Linked DNA regions of Anser cygnoides: region 2 is linked to region 1. The links are chromatin contacts, called in public Hi-C maps. All regions are on one chromosome and are shown on one strand. Each heading gives the region's core, a stretch centred on a gene start, on an enhancer-like site or on the middle of the called end of the contact. The rest is flanking DNA. Distances are from core to core; before and after follow the strand shown.

Region 1 (6,711 bases), core at 1,333-3,832:
GCTTTGGTTTGTTGTTCTGGATGAGAGCGATTGTATTGCTTGAAGCTGCTCAGTGTTCACACAGTTATAACGTGGGATTGTCTAAGCCGTCTTACCATCTTCATGGTCCAGCTCGTAGTTTATGATCCGTGAGTACAACAACTGTTGTCCTGGGCATGCTTTTTTCCCGCCTCTCACCATCCTTTAGCTTCTGCAGTGAACAACAACCCGATTTTGTGTTCAGTTTTAGAGGGCTTTTAAATTTCATCTTATATACTTAACTCTTTCATGGCTAACTGCTGCAATTAAATTCTCATGCTTAGTTTCAGGAATCGCAACCTTGCATCAGGTTAACCTTGAATCACAAGCTCACATCAGCCAGGTTATCCGGAGGCGATTCAGCTACCGCGGCTTAGAAAGGCCTCAAAGCAACGCTCAGCAATTTATGCTCAGCCTCCCGGCAGTAATTAGAGCAGAGCTGATTGACGCTGCCGAGCCGAGGGCATCTGCCAGGGGCCTGACTGCGCCTGAGGCACCACCGCCCCGTGCACTAGGGGAAGGCCCGGGACGTTTTGCTCTGCAGGGCTCTACCGCACGGATACCTGCCGGCACCGGTGCGCCCTTCGGCACCCGGCGTCAGCGGGGACGCCCCGGCGAGGGGCCCCACAGCCTCCCGGTACTGGGACACGCACGCGGAGCCCCGGCCCCCCGTCAGGTCCCAAGGTGGAAGCGGTGAGCACTCGCGAGGAACGACAACGCAACGGCTCGGTTCACTCGGATTTTATTATTCGGCAAAAAAGAAATAAAAAAAGTTTCCATAAACACGGGCCGCTCCCTCAGGCCGCCGTCCCCTCAAGGATCCCCCAGAGCTCAGCTCCCTCAGGCGCCCCCACCCGAGCATGCGCAGAGGAAGCGCCCAGCGCCCCCCGGGCCGCAGCGGGGGGGTGACGTCGCCGTCGGCCAGCACTCCCGTGAGGCACCGCCGGTAGGCTGCTACGTCACGCTGTACGTCACGCTACTTCCGCGATAGCCGACCGAAGGCCTTAAAGGCACCGCCCCCCCCCGGCAGGCCCTGGCGGCAGCGCGGCGGGGCGAGCTGCGCGCGGCGGAAAAAAAGAGGCGGGGCTTCCCAGCACCCAGCCAATCAGCGCCAAAGCCCCCCCCCCGCGCCGCCACCAATCAGGAGGGTGGGTTTCCCAAACAAGGGCGGCGAGCCAATGGGGGAGCGGGCGGCGCTGGGCGCTGCGGCCAATCGGCGGCCTCCGGGCGGCAGGGGGCGCTTGCGCGGGCGGCGGGGCCGGGCCGGGCCGGGGGAGGTGGAGCCACCGTTGTCGCCGCCGTGGGGGCCGCGGGCAGCCACAGGTAGGGTAGGGTGGGGGGGGGGGGGACGGCACGGGCTGGGCCCGGCTGCGCGGCTCCTTGTCCGCGGGTAACAAAGGCGGCGGGGGGACGCTCGGGCTGGTGCGCCCGTGTGGGGAGCGGGGGGCGCTAGGCCCGCGGGGGTAGCGGGGCGCGGGCAGGCGGCGGGGGGGGGGTAGGGGTAGGGGTAGGGGTAGGGGTAGGGGTAGGGGCAGGGGCAGGGGCAGGGGCAGGGGCAGCCCCGTGGGGCTCGGCCGCTCGGTGGGGCTGGGCCCGGTGCCCGCGCGTCCCGGCCTGTGGAGGGGCTGCGGCTGCCCCGGTCCCGGGCTGGGTCCGGTGCTCGGCGCGATTCGTGCGCGGAGCGTAACGCGCGGCCCCGGCCCGCTGTCCGGCCGCCGGGGGAGTGAGGCGGCGTTACGCCGCTCCTTTGTTCGCCCGCGGGGCTCCGGCGGCTCGGGAAGGCGCGGCGGGCACGGCGGGCGGGCGGTGCCGCGGGGGTACCGGGTGTGGGGCTGCGGGGAGGTACCCGCGGGAGTAACGTGGGGCGAGCCCGGGGGCAGCCTGCGGCGCGCTCCGCTCCGTTCGCGTTACGGGGGCGGTGCCGTGGGGCTGGGGCTGCTCCTGCGGGAAGAAAGCGAGCCCGAGGCTGAGCCGCGTGTCAGGGGTGCCTCCACCGGGGGAGCTGGCCGCGTGGCGCTGGTACCTGCGGAGCGGGGGCCCAGAAGTAACAAAAGCTGCCTGTTCTGCGCTGCTCCCCCTCCTTCCTCTGCCCGTTACCCTGAGCTGCCCGGGGCAGCGCCCGGCGGTGCGTGGCCGAGGCGCCGAGCTCTTCTGTGCCTGCGCTGCCCCAGGAAGATCCTTCTGAAAGCGCTTTGTGTCAAGCTCGCGGCTTCCCCTTCCTCACCGGGGTGCCAACCCGAGCGCGCTGAGCGGTTCAGGCTCTCGGGAAGGGGCTGCGCTTTGTGGTGATCTGCAGTGAGCCGGTTAAACAGCCGGGCGGCGGGATGAGCGACGGGGTGGCTTCGAGCAGCCTGTGTTGGGCCGGGTTCATCCCCCTGGGGCAGGTGCCCGATGTCCAGCCTGGCCCCTGCCGAGGTGGTTTTGCCTCTGTCTCGCTGGGAAGCAGGTAGGGTACGGTATGTGCCCCCGGCTGTGGAGTTGTGCATTTGCAGCTCTGTTTGGATCCCAGCACCCAAACACGCTGTGCTCATTGCCCTGCTCAGAGGTGCCAGGGGTTGTGGCAGAAACAGGCTTCAACTCCTCATGGGAGGAAGGGATCTGTACTGGCTGCCTTTCAGTCAATTACTTGCACGCCCTTTTCTGCTTCAGTCTTCCCTGTCCCCTTTGCAGGATTCCTTTTACCCTTGGGCCCAGAATACAACTTTGTTCTTTAGGAGTACGGTTTTCCTATATGCGAACAGTGGTGAGCTGTTCACGTTTTAGTTTTACAACCAGACTTGTGGCTTGACAACTTCTGATTGCTGAATAAAGCTTTAACATATGAAGGTGTAGATGATGGATTCATTTTTGGCCGAGTTAATTTTTCGAGTCTGTTGCCTTTTTAAACTTCTCTCCTGCCTGTGACATATAAAGGGAGAGAAAGTGGATGCTATAATACAAAAGGGGGCCTCGGCTCAGTGTGATTTTCATTAGACCTGCACCCTGTCAAGGTTTATAATTCAGCTGAACTGCTGAGTCCAGTACAGATAGATCAGCAGCAATCACGATTAAATTTTCAGTGTGCTTTGTACTGTGGAAACATCTAATTTAAGATTCTTGTAACCCAGTAATTGCATTAATAGTGAACTCAGTCATGCATGGCAAGAGGATATGCTTCCATTATCTTAAAAAACAAAACAAAACGAAAAACCCCACATCTATTAAAAAAAACAACACCAACATACGTGCACATGTAGGAACTGTAACAATCATTTGGTCAGCTGAAGGCCACTGACACCCTGCGTAGTAGTTCTGGTCCCCAAATAATCTTGGGCATTAGGAACAGAGGGAAAGCTCTGTTCCCTGTTCGCCTGTCAATGAGTTGTCTGCACAGCTGGATGCAGTAGGAGGGAGGCTCGATCCTGCCCAGCTCACTGCCCTTTGGAACCGAGCTCCCAGCTGGGGGAACTCCCAGGCACGGCAGGCTGGCCGCCGGTTCCCTGGGTTTGTCTCCAGTGCAGTCATTCTGTTCTTCATAACGTCTGCTCATGGGCTTTGCTGCTTCTGTTCAATCTCTTGTAATTAGAATCTTTGTAAAGCACCGTGTTGGACCTTAACTGGTGGTGATTATTGGACTTGAGATTTAGCAAAGGCTGGGCCCCGTGGTTAGGCACTGTGACCTTCCCTTTTGCAATGCCCAGCGCCTGCCTTCCTTCTGTAGAAACACTGAATTTTCTGCGTTCCGTATGAATTGATTAATTTGCTTTCAAAGATCAATTTTACTGTACAAGATGATCTAGCATTGATTGTGTTCAAATCCTCAGTGCCTGAAGAATTAGCCCAGGCACATCCTGTATGTTGAGACTGTCCTTTAAAACTTACCTGAATGCTGCAGAAGTGGCAAAGTTTAGAAAACAAGAAAATTGTCCTGCTGGAAGGAAAGCAAAGAACCAGTAAGAGGTGTGAGTGGCTTTGTACAAGAGAGACATGTTGGTTTTCCTGTCTGCCGGAGCTGGCACAAACGTGTTTTCCTCCATATCTCCTGTTTGTGTAACTGGGCTGGTGTCTGTCCGAAAAGGTGACATTGGCTGCCGGCACAGTATTTTCTGTTACTTTGCCTCTGTGGAATGCAATTGAGGTGAAGCCTGCGATAAAGATGGAACAGTGACAATTGTTCTTGTTTGGGTTTAGGCAGGCTTGTTTTTTTTTTGTCCTAGGTTTAGTAAATGGAGCTTGGATTGGTCACTAGCAGCAGTTGTAGAAATACGACATTCAGTGCTACACTCGGTTCTGCCTATAATCTTAATTAGCAGTACATTAGTGTTTGTTTGGTTTTTTTTTAACATCCCACGCCACTTCTCTCCTGTAGCTTGTCTCTGTCAGTGACTTGTACACAGCGTAAAGCCACTGTATGGGTTGTGTTTTTCTAATAGTAGTTACAAGCAACAGGGCAGCATTTTAACTTTCAAAAATACATGTACATATGCATATTTAAGTTCTGTCCCTTCAGATGAAGGAGAAGAGTTGTTACTAAACAGGTGATTTTTCTGTACTTTGAAAGTGGATGGATGACTGTAAGTCAAGGCACCATTATTTGCTTTGTGTATAACTGAGGCTGATGTGTTTCTGGCTGCACAAGAGGATCTAAGAATAATTCGGATGGGTGAGATGCTGTTGGAGGTGTTATGTGAGACAATTTTAAATCCGCTGCAAAATCAAATATTGGGATAAAGTGACTGCCCAAGTATACTACAGAAGGATAATTTTTACCTGAATGTCTTACGGATACAAATGAGTTAGGCGGAAAGAACAGAAAACTCCTTTGAATAATAAATTATGCTGCTTGCATATGTTCGTCACTTGCTGGCATTCTTTTATCTGTGATGCAAATTTGTAACAGTTCCATTAATTTTAATGTTACGGAGAAATTGGATCTGCACATCCTCCAGCATCAATATGTGAGTTATTCTTTAATATTTTTGCTAGAGGCGATAAATAAATACAGTTGTTACTACGCTAGACTTCACCACTTTGCAAGTTGGTGGAGTGTTGAGGTTGCTTAGAATTAGTAGAGCAAAGCTGATCTTATGCTTGCCCGGATCTTAATATACACAAGAGACTTGTGTTGACAAAGTGACACAACCTTACTAACAACCTTATCAGTTGTTAATTCAGGGAGAAAAAATGCTTTATTTAGCTTCCTTATTTTTGTGGATAAGTATATGCTGATACTGCTGCTTGTTCGGTTAGCGTGAGGGTGTCTGAGTCTTGTTAGCCTTGTTTGAATTCTCAGTGCTAAACCATGAGTGAGTAAATAAAGTATTCAAATGGCCAATAAATTTCCTTTTGGCATTTATATTTAGATTTCTTAATAGATATGCTATTGTTAGCCAGTAAAACGTTTCTCTCATAATAAACATCCTTTGTATATATGCCAGAAGCAGTATGTATTAATAACCTGCTGAAGAAAAAAGGATGCATAAAATAACGTGAAAAACAGTTACAAAAAGCGTTGATGGTTATTTCCTCTCTTGGGAGTAGATTACTGAGTGTTATTTATATATCAAAACAAGCAATATCTGAACAGTTCATGTCCGTGAACTGTTGTAGCTGCTAGTGATCTGTAGAGACTGACTTTTTATTTATGAATTTTAGTTTGCTGGTGGTAGAGGTCGCAGTGGGAAGCTGGGTGAAATGGGGCCCTTGGAGTGCTTCCGTTAATTTGCTCAGTGACCTTAAGAAAATCCTTTTTTTTTTTTTTTTTTGATGGTGGTTTTAGGTATGTGTTGTCATAGGACAGACTCTTGAGAGCTCTCATATGTTTGTTTAAAATCCTTGAGAAATGTTAGTAAGTGTTATTATTCCAGATCAGTCAGGCAAAGTGGGGTGTCTTATCGGCAGTTTGCTGGTCTCAGTTGGGAATTGGTTGAGTTAGCTGGGGGATGTTTTGCTTTTTATTTTACTTTTGTTTTCATTCTTTCATCATTGATGTGAATTGGTAACCCAACATGTGAAATGGTAACCCAATGCAAAATACATTTTTTGGTGGTTTTAACTTAGTTTCAAGACTAACAGAAGCGTACTGCATGTAGCTTGGTATTTATAGTTTGGTATTTTTTACTATAAATTCCTACGTTACACGTTTTTGTTAAGCAAATTAGCTTTTTTTTCAAGCTAAAAAGTTTTTTTTCAGAATTCTAGGATTTTCAGAATAAAACCTGCTCCTGATGATCTTTTTGTTTAAAATAAATAAATTGTATTTTTACATCGCAATTAGGCACAACCATATGCAACCATGAAACCGTACTCCAAGTAGCCTTATCTTGAGGTTATACCAACCATTTTAGCCTGTTTAACTTGAATAGTTGTAAATGCATTGAATGAAAGACATGGGAAAAAAATCAGTGACTCAGACTAATTGACTGGGATTGAAATGTGAAGTTGACAATGTGGAATTGACCCAGTTTGGCTTTTGAGATGAAGCCGGAGCTCTGTGCTGCCAGTGCAGGTTTCAGCAGACCGGCAGTTGTTGGCCGCTGGCGCCCGCTTGTGTTGTTTCTGAGTACGCCTTGGTGCTTGGCTGGCAATGAGAGACTCTGGAATTAGACATGATAGTAGTTTTCTGACCAGCTTGGGTTTTATTAATAAATATACCGGTCTCTTGAGTTTATTTCTACTTCAACAAATAAAAGAAGTGTAAAGCTATTAAGGGGC
Region 2 (6,711 bases), core at 1,353-3,852, 190 kb before region 1:
CAGCAATATCGTACACGTCTACTGCAATCACATGAATTATTCACAATGGTGTAGCTTGAAAGATGTAACCCACAAAGCCTGTTTAAAATAACACAGGAGCATTAATTAGTGTTCCTGGGGCACATGGAGGTGTCATTACCGTTTGGCCCGTTTTTCACTCATCCCCATGTTTCTTATATTTGCTGTGTGCTCAGGGCTGATATGGGGACGGGGGTGGCGGGGGGGGGGGGGGGAAGTAAATACAGGAGATAGACATCTATAAACATTGGTCGAAAATGAGGAAAGGGGGTTACTGATTAGCTTTCTTCCCATATAAAGCTCCCAGATCTTATCGCAGAAACGCGAGTTAACTGTTTTACCATTCTTCTTTTTTTAAGCATTATCTGATCAGAGAAGCATGAAAAGCACTTTATAGCTCACTTGATTTTTTTCTCCCTGTGCTGGGAGCCCTCTGCAGGAAGCAAAGCTGAATTTCACAGATCTTCCCTTTCTGACGTCTCCCGAATTTCTAGGAATGCCCCTTCCCTCTTACTATATTTGGAGGTAGTTTCTAGGAAAAAAAAAAAAAAAAAAAAAACAAAACTGACGATTTTCGGCCGGTGCCGGCCCCACCACCGCGGCTCGGGGAGCCCGGGCCCGGAGGATCTGGGGAGCCCTTGGCTGCTCGCCTTTGTGGCGGGGCTGCAGGAGCGAGCACGGGAGGGAAGGAAGGGGAGAGGTGTCTTTGTGGCAGCCAGGCGTGAACATCTCCACTTATTCCTTTGGTCTGCCTTTTTTTTTTTCCCCTACACTTTTCTTCTTTTTTAGAAGGAAGAAGCGCTTAGGGGGAAAAAAAAAAAATCCCCCCCCAAATCCCCACCTTCTGGATTTTTTTATTATTTTTTTTCCCGTCTGCTTCTCCCCCTCCCCTCGCTGTGGCCTCTTGTTTAGCTCGTGGCGTGACCGTGATGAAGAAATGTTTCTGGGCGCCTGGCAGAGGCGATCTTTTTTATGTAATGAGTCAGGATTTTGCCAACGGAAGGAGCCGGCCGCCGACCGAAGGGCTGCTGCCTCCCTGCCGAGCCCGGCACCCCGCCGGGCCGGGGCCGGGGCCGCCCGCTCCCCCGGGACCCGCGGTAAGCTGCGCGCTCCTCCCGCGGGGCCCCGCTCTCCCCTCAGCCCTCAAGTGGGGCCGAGCCGCCGGGGCCGCGCCCTGCCGCCGGCTTGGGGCCGCTCCCCGCCACCTGGGCGGCCGCTGGGGGCTGCAGCCCACCTGCCCCGGGCCGCCGGGGGGCCGCCGGGGCCCGCCGCAGCTACAGGTGCCGGCGGCCCCGTGCCCCGCCTGAGGGGAGGCTGCAGCCCGCGCGGCGCGGCCCCGCCTCAGGGCAGCGGCGGGAGCGCGGCCGGGACCAAGCCGGGCTGCTCCTTCTCCTCCTCCTCCTCCTCATTCTTCTCCTTCTCCTCCCGTTCCCTCTCCCGCCCGCCAGCGCTGCCTCGTTCCCTCAGGAGGTGTCTCCGAGCACGCAGGGTCGGCAGGGACGGACGGCGTTCCTCCGGATTACCGAAAGCAGCACAAATGTAATAGTGTTTTTTTTGTTGTTGTTCAAGCGCGGCGATTGGTTTCTTTTGACGTGACTGACAGCATTTACCTGCCTCAGGTCTCCAAGTGGGTCTATAATGAGTAAAACTCGGGTTTATTTAGAAGTTCGGTAGGGAATGTAAAGGAAGGATTTAGCAGTGTGTTCCTTTTGGCTGCAGATCTCTGCTTTTCTTCTTAAAAAAAAAAAAAAAAAGTTCTTAAAGCTGGGGATAGTCAGATTTGGGCACCCAGCTGAATACTCTAAGCTGCATTGTCAGTAGGAAGCGACCCGTTTTGGGTAAAGTGAAAGTACCGTAGTGTGCTACACAGATAGCAAAGATATAATAATGTCACACATCTCTATAATGTTTCAGCTTTACTTTAAAATATGGAGGAACAGACAAACGAGTTGATACTTTGAAAAGATCTTAATAGATACTTTGAGTGCTGGGGCTAATAAGTCCCTACATTACTCTGGGTGAGTTCTGCGTCATTTTATAGCCACTTGCAGAAGGTGCTGCTTAGCTAAACAAACAAATCATAAAATGGGAATAACAGCAAATAATAACTGCTAGCAACTCCTGCTGTCCAGTTAGTTGAAGGAGTGTATACCATGACTTGGCTACAACGTCCTCTTTTATCAGTCCAAAAATCAGCTCCTTTGTAAGCGCTGATCCCCTCAGTCGATTGGGCATATCTTACAAAGATACTTTGCTTACAAATTGAATCTCAGAAGGTTGTGGTTCCAGAGTCGGGGTTTTGGGGGCGAGATGAGCTTATGTTTTATCCAACTGGCCCACAAAGTCCCGCTTTTGGTGGTCACTTTGTTCTGCAAAAGAAACCAGTGCATTATGGCTCTTACAGAGGACACTAACCTTAGCACTAAACTACGGCTGTGCTCAGAAAGCTACTCGCTACTGCACACTTTAAATAAGTAGCAATATCCTAACTTTACTGGTGTCATCAGCAGTAAGAAGCAGATAGAAAATACTAGCATTCCCCAAAGTTAAACAGAAATAGTTTTCTAACTGTTGTTGTAGCCTGTAAAAACTTTTTTTTTTTCCTTAAAAACACAGCAAAGGCAAAGAAAAAGTTATGTTTCAAAGGGTGGTTATTTGACATAAGTATATTGGGAGAAAAAATAAGACTTTTCTAGGAAAGAGAGGCAGCTTAAACCTTGAAACCAACATACAGCCCTTAGGAACATGCATGCTGTCAGTCCCCTCCTCGGGTCTTTTGCTCACAAAAGGTTGCAGTTCTGATGTCTCTCTCTCTTCAACTGACTTTTTGTTTTGTTTTGTTTTCATTTTTGTTTTTGTTTGTTTTTTACTTGTGTGCCCACCTGTCTACATGTGCATGGTCTGTATCTATAAATCAATGTAAAGATTACTAATTGCTGTGCTGAGAGGAGTTGTGCAATATATTTTTATGAGTAAGTCTGAGCTTGGTAAAGCTGTTCAATTCCACGCTACTATTTATTTTTTGTTATCGATAGCCTGAACAATCTCAGCATAGTATTTACTTCTAAATGATGTAGTTTTATTTTTATGGGATTCCAATAGATGTTTACCATTTATAGGTAAGCTGAACTTTCTTGAGGCTCCAAATATAACGTACATATATTTAAGACAGAATAAAACACATGCTAAGTGATATTGTGTGAGAGAGTATAATGGCTCATATACAGAGCAAGCACAAACAGGGGCATCCTCTCGGCTGGTGTAAATGTGCCTGTCATAGCTTTGACATTTTATACTAGCTAATCACCTGCTTACGTGACACATGAATATCTACACATGGTACTCACATTATGCTTGCGGTCAGATTCTTATTTAGTGCTGATCTACTCAAACTGAATCGATTCTGTTACTTCAAAAAGGCCTGGAAATTCAGCTGAGTTCCACAGCAGTGCTCTGCTAAAAAAGAAGTTGTTGGCATGTGATAGCTCACATGACTGTGTGCAGGATCTGTGTACTCAGGCAAATGGATATTGTGCTGAATTATCAGTATTTTTCTATGGAATTCTGGCCTTTTACAATTTATAGCTATATAATCACTATACATATGAAATAGGACATACCAAAACCTCAGTGCAACAAATTACTCACTTGTTTAAAGCTGAAATCTACCTTGGGAGAGCTTAGGTCAGAATTGTGCTGCTAACACGCCTTTTAGCCACTATTCTGCATGAAATAATGCAGCTCAAAAGCAGCATTTATGAGAAGGTTAAGTTTTCAGGAATCAATTGAGCTACAAATTTAACTGTAGAAATATCATTTTTTAAAAATAATACTTAGTTTGTGAATACATTACAGATATATCCAGTACTACAAGCTGTCAGATTTGGACTGGTTTGACTCCTATGGCCTCTTTGCTAGTCTTCTGAGAATACTCTGCTCTGCTGCTTGTGAGCTTTTTCTTTAAAGCTCTTAAATTGGAACATGTAATTTTGTGCAGCTACCTTCAGTAAGAGGTGCTGTACACCCTGTTAACCAGCTGCGTTTGGAAATCCTTTCAGATAGGTTCTCTTTGATTCTTTATTGATGATACATAAAATTCACAGGTATTCAGTTGAGCACAATTAATATAGACATGGAATTAACTATTTAAATGACTACTGAGCACTGTTTAAGAATGTGGTTATAGTTCTGAAGGCCTTTCTCATCCAAAATTTTTAGTTACATTCTTTCCCATTACTAAGGCTACAGAAAGAGCTCCTGTTTCTGTCTCCTGTGTGGTAAAATGGACTGTTTTCTGCTCAGATGGATGCCACACATATCTCTCAAGCTTTTAATGTATATTCACCTTATGTGTGTTAGCCAAATATTAATGATGATTGGACAAAATAGTGACTGATCCCCTACACACTTAGGCTGTAAGAGTGTGATCTCTTTCCATCACGCTGGGTTTTCCCACAAAGTTTGCTTGCAGGATGGCCTCAGAGCTGTGACTCCTGGAGTGCACTGTGCACCCAGAGCATTAATAATTGATGCCTGGGATCAGTTTATTTGAAATGGAAAAAAAAAATAAAAAAGAAATTTATAGAAGATTAAAAAAAATAGTATGTTTGGAGTCAAAATTAATTTTCTTCAAGATAAAAACTCATGAATTATTGAAAAAATATTTTGAAAGATCAACTCCAATTATGTATTGCATTCCTCATTTATAAAATTGAAAGCCCTGCTAGCTATGTTTTCTGTTTAAAATAATTTTAAATCTACAGTTTTAGAATGACTTTTCAGTATTTTAAAGCAAACTTAAAAAAAAAAAAAAAAAGCTTATAAAACAGCTTATAAATACTGAATCAGCAGAGGATTATCTAGTGGCCTGATCTGTTTGCTTTTGAAATCAGTGGACACATTTTACCAAAAGCAGTGAGATCAAGATCTCCATCAGAACCTGCTGGCATGGTTTTGGGGATTGCTCTGTGGTCTGAGTTTTCTGAAAGCAGGGCCTCAGCCTTTGACATTTCCTGACCTCGTGTTGCAACAAAAATTTTGTGACCCCCTCTCTGACATAGCCATGGAAAAGGAGAGGGTGGTAATGACCCTGAGGTTGGAAACTCATGACCTGCAACAACTTAAAATTTTGCCTTACTAAAGGCTACAAGATCAACTGTCCCTTCCCGTGAAGTTATCCAGAGTTTTTCCAGGGCAAGAATGCAGATGTCTGAGGTGTGATTCTTACATTGTGCCTTGTTCTTCCCTCCCAATTATAACATTGCACATCAGCAGTGCTGTGCCTGGTGCCACACAGAAAATCAATGTGAACACATATTGAAAACATATCTTTCAAAGGTGTCATCCCCAAAGTCTTCCTTATTTGCCTTAAAAATCATATTTAGCAGGTTAGGAAGGAAAAAAAAATATTGCTATGACTTGGAAGCTTCACCTGTAGTGGAAGAAGTAGTAGAAAAGTGGTTATATTACAGGCATAAAGACACTTCAGACCATGCAGCTTGACGATACAAACCTCCTGGTGAAATTAGTGACTTTAATGAATTTAAACACTCGCCCTGTCCACAGTGCTGATCAGTTAATAATTACACAGACCTCATTGCAATGTCATATGCTTGTCTCTGTCAATATTAGGGAATTTGTTAAGGTACAAACATGGAAAAAAGAAACAAAGATTCAGCTTTCTTTGCCTGTTGTCACAACACCCAAATAGTTTCTGCTTTTAAGGCTTCAGAGCAAGGGTGATGTTTATGTGGATGACCTGTGAACGCATAGGTGCCAACTCAGGTTGTGGATTTTTTACATTGCAGACACACATTGATAACTTTAAGTAAAGCTATTTCCAGCTTTTCTGTTAATACTGCTGTAATATTTTAATTTAGCTGTTAATGGGAGAGGCTGCAATTCCCCAGTGTAATGTAATATTGATGCACTTTTGCTATTTTAAGTAGCTCAGCTTCGGTCAGACAGTCCAAATCCTTTTAGTGGATTTATGGCCTTTCTATATGAAGTGACATAACACAGGAGCTGGACATCAGCGTTTGAAAGTAATAGTTTTTCTTTTGTTTTGTAGATCAGGAGAATTAAAATAAAACAAGTAAGACAAATAAAATGTGTTCTGTCATCTACAAGACACATACAAATGTTTTTTTTGGAAAGGGTAAGAAAAAGCCTTTCAGGATGTTCCAGCATTGGCCCACAAGGGTCAGTAAAAATAATGGAATGCAGTAATTTTACCAAAGGAGTATTTCTATTCTTATATATTGATATTGTTGAAAACTTGAAGTCAGATGAATCTAGATTTTTGCTTTGCTGTTGCTGCTGTTTGCATAAAAGCTTTCTTTTGTAACAAAAGGCCTGTCTCAAATCACACAAGCTGCACACACCTCTGGCAGGAGGTGCCGGGGTGCTGGTGGAAGTCAGTAGTATCTCTGCTGAAATCGCTGGAGCTGCATCAACAACAACAACAAAAAACAATCAAGATCACAATAAAATTTCTGGAACCTGAAGAAAAAACAGGGTTCGTTTGCTGCACTGAAACTAGAGCAAACAAAGAGCAAATGCGTTACAAAGAACAACATATTGAGTAATATATGAGGAATTGATCATTGTTTTTTTCAACAATATTATATTTTGTATGTTATGCTACAGGAATCCATTGAAGAATATGCCCGTTAGGTGGTATTAGTGTGGATT

What was found. A called contact is a pair of places that touch in the nucleus more often than the background predicts.
Region 2: a Hi-C map of liver shows a contact between it and region 1, with 6 times the contacts expected there. The contact joins the enhancer-like site here to the promoter of PLA2G10 in region 1. A contact is called at or near these places in 3 of 7 Hi-C or Micro-C datasets (fetal liver and liver).

The regions. Positions count from the first base shown.
Region 1 is chr15:18,002,476-18,009,186 of Taihu_goose_T2T_genome, reverse strand. PLA2G10 (phospholipase A2 group X) reads right to left here and starts at 2,582. Exons shown (of 8, transcript XM_066977981.1): 1 at 2,042-2,582; 2 at 1-190. ZC3H7A (zinc finger CCCH-type containing 7A) reads left to right here and starts at 1,211. Exons shown (of 23, transcript XM_048052257.2): 1 at 1,211-1,341.
Region 2 is chr15:18,193,067-18,199,777 of Taihu_goose_T2T_genome, reverse strand. All of the region lies in intron 25 of PARN (poly(A)-specific ribonuclease), which reads right to left. Among named protein-coding and RNA genes, the nearest start is that of TRNAT-CGU, 6.3 kb to the left of the region's middle. Within about 2 kb of position 2,602, at least 1 of the 3 cell types and tissues checked has open chromatin away from gene starts, as enhancers often do. A contact at or near this core is called in liver, where this site is marked.